Linked DNA regions of Bombyx mori: region 1 is linked to region 2. Evidence: chromatin contacts called from public Hi-C data. All regions are on one chromosome and are shown on one strand. The core of a region is the stretch at or near the end of the contact, and the rest is flanking DNA. Distances in the headings are between cores, read along the strand shown.

What was found. A called contact is a pair of places that touch in the nucleus more often than the background predicts.
Region 1: a contact with region 2 is called in a Hi-C map of whole pupa, with 2.0 times the contacts expected there. The contact joins the promoter of LOC101738809 here to the enhancer-like site in region 2. A contact is called at or near these places in 3 of 7 Hi-C or Micro-C datasets (middle silk gland, posterior silk gland and whole pupa).

What each region holds. Positions count from the first base shown.
Region 1 is chr10:2,031,714-2,036,427 of ASM3026992v2, reverse strand. It overlaps LOC101738809 (sesquipedalian-1), which reads right to left and starts at 2,412. Exons shown (of 4, transcript XM_004930291.5): 1 at 2,004-2,412; 2 at 1,198-1,383; 3 at 173-316. The coding sequence starts at 2,229. LOC101747187 (mediator of RNA polymerase II transcription subunit 13) reads right to left here. Exons shown (of 25, transcript XM_038013509.2): 25 at 3,386-4,714.
Region 2 is chr10:1,787,351-1,792,684 of ASM3026992v2, reverse strand. LOC101746917 (integrin alpha-PS2) reads left to right here. Exons shown (of 24, transcript XM_038013485.2): 16 at 1-104; 17 at 498-632; 18 at 1,058-1,123; 19 at 1,214-1,853; 20 at 1,944-2,527; 21 at 2,849-2,937; 22 at 3,233-3,385; 23 at 4,198-4,428; 24 at 4,821-5,334. The coding sequence ends at 4,898. Among protein-coding and RNA genes, the nearest start is that of LOC134199575, 52 kb to the left of the region's middle. Within about 2 kb of position 2,149, at least 1 of the 8 cell types and tissues checked has open chromatin away from gene starts, as enhancers often do.

The sequences.
Region 1 (4,714 bases), core at 1,163-3,662, 240 kb before region 2:
CACTTCAAACCAAAACGTCTTACTGCTTCATGGCAGAAATAGGCAGGGTGGTGGTACCTACCGACGCTGACTCACAAGAGCTCCTACCAACAATAACTACGCAAATAATAATTTTGCGGGTTTGATTTTTATTATAGGATGTTATTCTCTTTATTAATGGCATAATACTTACGATGTCTACTGCCTGGCACGGTCTTAGGTTCTGAATCAGGACCTCGATTGAAGGGATTATATCTCTGCCCTCGTGGTGGTGCTTTGGGTTCATCTTCTGGTGGAGACACAGTTACTACTGATGTGGCCTCAGCCACGACTTCAGCTGAAACAAAAAATTGTTGGAACTTTGTTGGACGACAATAGCTATTAAGAGATAAGATATAAAAAAAATGCTTTATTGGGTATATATTATTGTAAATATTTGTGATTATACCAATAACATTTTGTGTTATGGTGCTTTTTCTTTTATTTTGATTAGTAATGATCAAAAATGGAATAGATAGTGTAATATATATAGTGATATATAGAAGATAGATAGTGTAACATATAAAGGTCAAATACAGTGCCACCTTAATATAAGGAACCTCAATATAATGACGTCCTCGATTTAATAAATTATTCATTCCCCCTTGAATTGTCCATAAAAGTCAATGTAAAATATACCTACCTTTACATTGCAAAGATTTCTTGCAAACAACCTCTCTATAATGAATTTTCAACTATAAAAATAGTGTAAATACCTCTAATTGACGAATTTGATCAACCCAAAACCTTTATGGAACGTTCCCACCAATAACCGCCTTAATCCCATAGTATGTGAATCAGTCTCGACAAGTTTGAGAAAAATTGTTACCTACCTACTTGTTTTTATATAGTAAATACATACAGTAATTTGATAAAAATATTTATTAGTAGAAGTTTTTCACTATAACAAGATGAGTATGAAATGTTGAGGCGAATAAAACTTTTTTTTTTAACTCATTATCACAAATGGTAGGCCAACCTAACCTTCATATAACAAACCTCAGTTTACTGAATTGCTTGAAATAATGAATATTTACTTGTTTTGTTCTGATTGGTTATATCGAGGTTGCACTATATATAGAAACTTTTTTACATTCTTTCTTTTAACATTTATAACATTTTTATTTGGTTCTGTTTTTATTTCAAATAAGAAGAATTCTGTTGAATATTTCAACTGACCTTGTGCTTCATCCAACTGTCTCTGTAACTCAGCCACCATGAGTTTCATATAGTCATAACTTGCACACGCTAATGCTTTCATCCATGACTCCATGGATGCTTGTGAACTAGTGCATAAATAATATGTACGTCCTCCTTCACATTGAAATACTATTTTAAAACTGTATGCTTCCTCTTCTGTTAATTCTACAAACATAGGCTCTTAAGGGATTAAGAGTTTAGATCATTTTACATGAGACTGAAGACATTAGTTCAAAAACAATCATTGCACAAAATATTTGTAAATTATTCAAAAAAGAAGTATATATGTATGTAAGTAGTGAAGTGAAGAAAATGTTCTGAAACCGTCGTGGCCTAACGGATAAAACGTCCAGCGCATTCGTGTTGAGCGATGCACCGATGTTCGAAACTCAGGCAGGTACCAATTTTTCTAATGAAATACGTACTTGACAAATGTTCACGATTGACTTCCACGGTGAAGGAATCATGTAATAAAAATTAAACCCGCAAAATTATAATTTGCGTAATTACTGGTAGTAGGACCTCTTGTGAGTCCGCGCGGGTGGGTACCACCACCCTGCCTATTTCTACCATGAAGCAGTAATGCGTTTCGGTTTGAAGGGTGTGGCAGCCGTTGTAACTATACTTGAGACCTTAGAACTTATATCTCAAGGTGGGTGGCGCATTTACGTTGTGGATGTCTATGGCTCCAGTAACCACTTAATACCAAGTGGGCTATGAGCTCGTCCAGCCATCTAAGCAATAAATAAAAAAAACAGTAGAAAAAAAACAAAACAAACAATTACCAATAGTACAACCTTCCAGAATAACAACTCCGACAGGTTCCTTGTCACCTTTTTTTTCAAAATAAAACAACAAATTCCCTTTGAGAGTGAACCACCGACGCTGATAGCTCTTACCAACTTCACCACGCATGTCGAGCCACCCCTCGCGGTCCACCGGGGTTGCTGAAGAAGCGAAAGCACCCAAATTCTTCTCATTTATTTTCATAGTGATGTTTTTATTAGCCATGTACACACTTATACATTAAACACCGAAGCTAAAAAAAATCAAATGGTATGATTCTCAATATCATGAATACGCTCAAGGAATCCCTAGCTTCCTTTAAGATTTTTCTATTTTAAACAGTACGAAATTAAAAAAAACGACATTGAATGAAATACAAATTCTTTGATTACGAATTTTTGAAATGTCTAAATGTCATTTGTTGGTGACAATTGATTTTTTTTAATTGGGATGGCGAACGCGGCACGTTACATTGCGTACATGCAGGTCGGTAAATTCACGATACATTTAATTGATATTAAATGGACGCGTTTTTAGTGTGCGCCAATTAAACGGACTCCGGTAAGTACCTAGTCCTTGGGTAGTATACATACACTATAAAATTAATTTTCACCCACAATATATATTATGATGTCGAAGTTCAACAGGACTAGTATTCTTGTATATCATTTAAACGCAATATTTAAACTACTAACAAGAAAACCTTTTTTAAAACAGAAACGAAATTATTTTGAATTTGTTTCAAACAGCTTACTTTTTTACTATAGATATGAGTACACAGTAGTAGTGGCGTGCTGGCATTTCTCGCTACTACTAACATATTTTTGCAAAATTTTTAGAAAAAACAATTAATAATTCAAACTTAATATATCGCATGATGCTGCTGTTTCTTATTAGTCATGTCATAATTCGTTATGGCTAAGTTCCCAAATTACTTGCAATGCTACTGGTTAAGGCGTGGTGAATCTATATGTATAAATAACACCCTACATCCTATTTCTGATACGAAGCAGTTATGCGTTACTACAATTGAAATTTTAACACCCTGACTGAAGGTGCGAGGCAACAATAATGTTTATGGTGATTTGAGATGCTGGCTGAGGTGAGACACGAGCGCAGATAATACACTTAACATTAAAAAATACGAGTCCAGTTTAAATTAATAATAACTGTTCCGTAAGCTTCAAGCGACACGCGCAAGCCGTCGTGGCCTAAAGAACACAACGCCTGACGAACTCGTATCGAGCAACTATGCCACTGATCAAATTCCAGACAGACATTTTTTTGTAATGAAATCCGTTTTTGTAAACTTAACAAAAACGATCATGCTGTTGCCCTCAGTCCTCAATTACTAATATTATTCAATGAAATGAAACAAGCGTTTTAAATATGTAATATTTTATTCATAATTATTACCTATTTTCAGTTATTTATAAAGTTATATTAATATCAATTATTACACTAAATTTGTTTTACGAATTTCTAATGATTGCTTCATTTAGAAAATTTGATTTCCACATCAATCATCAGATTTCACCGCTTACAAACTAATATATGACAAAATGGTGAGGTCTATGTACAGAACATTCCCAATTCCCTAAAAAAGACAAATTCACAATAACAAAAAAGGTCAAAAACGAAAATTCCTTAAAAATTAAATCATTCAACTACGAATCACGCTAACAACTGTACAAAGTATTACGAGTGGTTTCTTTAAAACGTGCTCAAATTTTACGTCGGCAATGCGGGCACGTTATTAACGGTTATTCGATTATTTAAACCGATTCTGTACAAAATATCGATCACAAAAAAAAAAACAAAAATATAAACTATATACAACATCATTAAATATTTTCAAATGCCGTAACACATTTTAAAACATTTCATTATTCAACTAGGCATAATTCAGTAAGTCGCGGACGAGCCGCCTCTACATTTAAATAATTTATGTATCGCTCCTCGCACAACACATGTACAAATTGTCTATGGTCGACCGATCGCGTCTACCACTCAAACAAGTAAACATTAGGTACTAAGCAACAAAAATAATTTACAACATCGTTTTGTTCATGCGATCCAATCTGCTGTCCACATATTGTGTATAGAATTGAAGATGAATTAAAGAGTGACACGCAAAGGCTTTCTTCACGCCTCCCAATGTTTCTGTACAGAGAATGTTCACAGCACGTCTCCCTAAGCTTACATTTTAATAATATAATATTAAAATATAAAATTTCATATAACTACAAATAGTCGGAGATTCGACAACACAACAACGTCACGCCGTTTAGTTTGGGCTCCGTTCATATAAAAACGAGAACAACTATTTTTTTAAAAATACAAATGCTACAATCAAACGTGAACTAGGGGGCTCTTTTATAACTATTTTTATTATTATTATTAATTTATCTAATCATAAACTATTGGTGTTACTAATTAGTTATTGACCGGCAGATTTTATTTTTTTATATATCATAAGACAAATTTATATAACTATCAATCGTTTAGAATATGTTCACCGCATTGCTCTTATGTAATTTGAATTGATTACTTTAGTTGGATGTGTGCAATGCGGACGTTAATGCGTGAAGCACACGTTGAGCTTTGTTCCCTTGTATAAAAAGAGTGCAATAGTATACGGATTCATGATTTTTAAACAAACGAAATTCAATTTAGCTAAACAAATAGTTTCCAAAAATGTAAACACATT
Region 2 (5,334 bases), core at 900-3,399:
GCTGGGCCCCCCCGTGATCCACAAGTACAGCATCAAGAACGAGGGGCCCTTCACCGTAGACGAAGCCGAGATGTACTTCATGTGGCCCTATCAGACTCTTGAAGGTAGCACCGAGGAAATGGCCTTACTTATTGTTCTGAATTTTACTGCAATAGGAAATGTTATCCTATTAATTAAAATAATATTTTTTTTGCTCGATTTCGTTAGTGTAATCGTATTCTATATAGCTCTTTCAGGTTTGTTCATTAAGAGTCAATCCTGAAATAAATGGGTAACGTAATAGGGTTCACAAACTAGAAAACCATTTTTGTAATGCGAACTTGTGGCATGAATTATGGATGCTTCTGCACCCGGACCATTTCCTCATTAAACAATGAAAGTACACTTTAGGTCTAACGGAATGAGTATGTACCAATCGAAACGCCAACTGGATTTTTTGATTCCTCACCAGAGACACATTTTCCGACACCTTCGCTCAGCCCAAATTCTGTTTCCAGGCGAAAACCTGATGTACATGCTGGTGCAGCCGCAGTGGCTCGGGAACATCAAGTGCAACGTGGCGCGACACATCAACACAGAGAACCTCTTCGTCCAGAATCCCTACATGCCTCTGCTCGAAAAGGAAAGAGAAGGTTTGTGTAATTCATTTCACAAGTCTGTTTCATAACGCAATAATCCAGTACTGCAATAAACCATGTCATTGACTACCCCCCCCCCCTCCCTCTCCATCGTGTCAAATAATATAGGAAGCATATATTTATATGGGCAGATAAGTCACGACCATCTTTGTACAAATCACAAAGTAGTTGCCACCACTTCGCAACATGAGGTGTAAGTCTCAGCTGTATACTATGACAGATGTTCCCTTTTTTAATCTAGAACGTCAACTGTCAACTGCTTTACAGTAAAAATAAGCGGTTAATGCCTAAAAAAAATTTGCTGTTTCTCGTTTTAAATATGAGCAATATTTTATTGTGCTGGAAAAATATCGGTTAAACCCCTAGACCGCTTCGAGGAGTCGATTGAAAATGATATTCAAGGTTAATTTATTTTACAGCAATGGCGAGCACCAACATGTACACTGAAGCACAGCTCGTCGGTGGCTTCGGATATTACGGGCAGAGTGAGTCTACTGCAGGCTTTATTGACACGAAATATATTATTCTTTGTATTAACACTTCGGGACAAAATTGTAATGTATTTGTTGTTCCAGCGCAATGGGAGCAGCATTCCACCAGCGGCGGTACAGTGACGTCACAATCTGGAGGTTTCGTGTCAGGTGGACAACAGGGATCGTCCACCCAAACTGGCCCCGCCAATTCCGGTGGTCAGCTTAGTAGCGGTCAAACTGCTGGTGGTCAGTTCACTCACACTTCTGGAGGTCAATACAGCGGAGGTCAAACTGCTGGTGGGCAGTTTAGTCAATCTTCCGGAGGTCCATACGGTGGAGATCACAGTGCTGGTGGGCAGTTTAGTCAAACTTCCGGAGGTCAGTATAGTGGAGGTCAAGAACAGCAATCTGGACAACATCAGTTCAGTCAGGGAGGACAGAACGGCGGAACTACTTATACATACAAGTGGACGAATGGACAAGGTCTGACTGTTGAAGAACAGGAGAAAATCAAGAAAAGTCTTGAAGCCTTCGCACAAGGAAACGGGCAGGGCGGTTTCACCCAGGGTGGCTTCACTCAAGGAGCCGACGGACAGATCTATGTCGATGGAGGAAGAGTCGTTCGCATTAGGAATATAACGACAGTTTACGACGCAAATAACAACACCATATTCCAGACTGAGACTAGCACGGAATACGGAAAACTTGGGCATGAAGGTGAAGCTGGAAGTTCATTTAATACGTAAGTTCTTTGCTCATGTGTTTACGCAACATCCAAGTTGTAACAGCATTTCGTGAGGTTTCTCTTTATCTATGAATTTTACTTTTATAGATACGTTAATAACCAAGGAGGACAGCAACACAGCGGCTCGTTCGCTCACGGCTCTGGTGGTTACGTCCAAGGTTCGGGCCAAACTCAGACCCAAGGTGGACAAAATTGGCAAGGCTCTGTTCAAGGAAATAGTCAGTTCTCTCAAGGCTCAGGATCTGGACAAGGCTTTGTCCATGGATCCTGGGGAACCACAGAGACAGTTAACCCTGACCTTGTGAAAGCCGGGTCGTCGACTTTCAGAGGAGCCTCAACAGTCACTGTAGTGGGTGACGAAGAAGACAACGAAGGACTTGGTTTTGGAGCTTTCGCTGCTTCTAACCCTAACAATGAGTTCAAATACGCGATCGGTGACGTAACCAACGCCGGCAGCGGACAAGCTGGAAGTCGCACCGGCACTGCTGGTGGTAGTTACCAATCTGGCGGGGCTTATCAAGCTGGAGGAGCCGGGCATCAAGCTGGAGGAGGTGCTTATCTGTCTGGTGGAGGCAGTTACCGAACTGGAGGTTCTGCTTATCAGTCTGGGGGGAGCGCACAGGATGGAAGCCGATCGTGGAGCAGTGGATATTCTTATTCTTCTCAATCAGGTATGCATAAAAAGACAATTAATAAATATGAATAAGACAATATTTTAAAGAGCTTAAAATACTTGTTGTGAATAAATGCATTTCAAAAGATCAGGTAACAATACCTTCTCTGTGATTCCTGAGCGATAGGACACGTCCTTCATACGCGTTTAAAAGGGAGTCTTTAAGCACATGGACCGTGTCCTACGATGGCCGTACCTCGTCCGCGCTTAGCTGGAATAACCCCTTACGCTACCAGCGAATAGTAAGGGGAAAAAATGACGGACGTAGGGTTGACGAAGCTTCGATGGAAAAAGTATCAGTTTCGTTATAACTTTGCAGGAGGTGGCTCTTCATACAACAGCCATTCTGGAAATTATGGCTCCACTAGTAGCCGAGAAAACACCAGGAGAAGGAGACAGGTCGATCAGGTAATGTCGTTTTTGTTTTGCTGGTAAATCATTATTACTTCCCCTCTTTTAATTTCCAGTAAATTTTATTTCTGACTTAACCGCTAGTGCCTCTCTTGGGAAATGTCAATCATTAAGAGGACGATAGGGGGTGATCAGTGGTAATCTCATTTTATCGGAAGCAATTTTTAAGAGATCAATTAATGAGGAATGAGGAGACCATTTAAGGTTAATTTTAACTGTAACTGTATCCGAAGGTGATGGCTTTAACAGTCCACAAGCGCTAGGAAATAAAACGTATTGTTTTTAATTTCAGTCACAAGTTGACAAGCAACTCAAGGACATCTTAACCAACTGTCAGGAGAAATACAAATGTGAAGTGATGAGGTGCACCACGGGCAGGCTGCTGAAGGGCCAGGAGGTGTGGGTGGCGCTGCGGTCCAGGATCAACGCAACTGTACTTAACGAGGTGGGTCATTCGGTGAATTAGTGATTATTGGCCATGTTGGATTTGTTCTAAGCTTTCGCGGCTGTCTGCCTGATACCTTCAATGGGTAAGAACCCACTACAATTTTCACATTTCATGAGTTTCACGATATATCCGCTGTTACAAACGTCCTAACGGTGGGTAGGATGTAGGGAGCAAACAAATTCGTCTGTACTCTTTCTAATCAGTTTTCAATTATTGCCTCTGGAAGTAAATTTTAATGACTCATCCCAAAAACATAGTTTGGTGTATCTATAGTTTTTTGATTAAAAGTAAAAATCGTGATAGGTTTCTATTAAGAGATAGTGTTTGTAACGTGTTAGTTGGTTTGATACGAAAACATGCGGTGATATCCCGGCTGTTCGCTTAAAGACTGCTGTGGTTATATGTAAATGAAATTTTGAAGGATACCACATTTATTATTAACTTACGTTCAATGATAGAAATTTGTCCACAATCACTATGCTATATACAATTTTTTTTTAAAACATTGACTTTCTTCTAAAAGATTTTCATAAACACAAAGAAAATATAATTCATACTGGTACTTAACAATTTTTTCTGTTCATATACATAATATATGTATAGATATTAAATTACAATTGTTCTATTTTTGCAAAGTTGAACTCAATGCAACGTAAAGTTATGAATGATTTAGCCGGCGAATGATTTAGGGGACCGGCGGCTACTCTGAGAACATCAGAGCCTATACACTACACGACATGTCACCACTCCCCCTCATATGAGTTCGGAGTCTCGATATCCGCGCCCTCAGTAGCAGCCCTGGATTGCAGATCTCGAAGGAGCGGCCGATAGTGCTGTCGTCGCTGTGCGCGGCGCGCGTGTCGCGGCTGGGCGGCGGCGCGGCGGGCGGCGCGGGGGCGGGCTGGGCGCGGGGGGAGGCGCGCACGTCGCTGAGCCCGCAGCTGGGCGCGCGCGGGGGCGGCGTGCCGCTGTGGGTCATCATCCTCGCCGCCATCATCGGGGCGCTGCTGCTGCTCCTGCTCATCTTCGCGCTCTACAAAGTGAGTATCTATTTGATGTAACTGTGCGATGACTCCCCGCGCTATATTTAGGTCATGTCGACCCGTTAAATTTTCAATTAGGTAGTGTTTTTTGAAAAACCAGTGCTTATTTCAATATGTGAGTGTAAAGTGTTTTCCGACTCTCTTCGACTTGATAGTAGGTACTGTCGTCTTCGACTAGGAGTACTAAAGGATTCTTCGCAAACTTATTAAGGCACATATTGCGTATTTAATTAACTCTGATTTGCAATGATCTACAGTGGTTTCTAAATAGCCTACGCCGTAGGGTGGCAGATGTCGCTACTACCCCATTTTCAGACCCCGTTTTCTTCACTATCACCGATTTTTTCCATGAAAATATGTTTATAACATTGTTAACAATTTAATTCCAGTGCGGATTCTTCAAGCGCAACCGTCCCTCCGACCACACCGAGCGCCAGCCGCTGAACGGACGTGACGAACACCTTTGATATCCGAGCACCGACCTCGGCGTCACGAGCGACACGCCCGTCACGCGCGACACGAGCGACACGAGCGACGCGAGCGCTACCAGCGACGCGAGCGACGCAAGCGACACCGGCGACTCCAGCTCGGCCACCGACGCCGCCAGTGACGTCACCAGCAGGGACTCCACCAGCCTGGACAGGTACTGACATCGCGACGTCTTCGTGTAGCCATTTTAAGCTGTACAAATTTCAAGTAATAAATACATATATAGACCATATCACGAACATTCTAGACTTTATAAATCAAAATTTCATAAAACCTTATACTTTGTATTCGTAGATATTAGACATATTATTATTATGAAGCAATAAAATTGAAATTTTGTACAATATTTATATGTAAACTAAAACGTAGGAAAACTATAGAATATTTTAAATTTAAATTTGTCTAATGAATTGA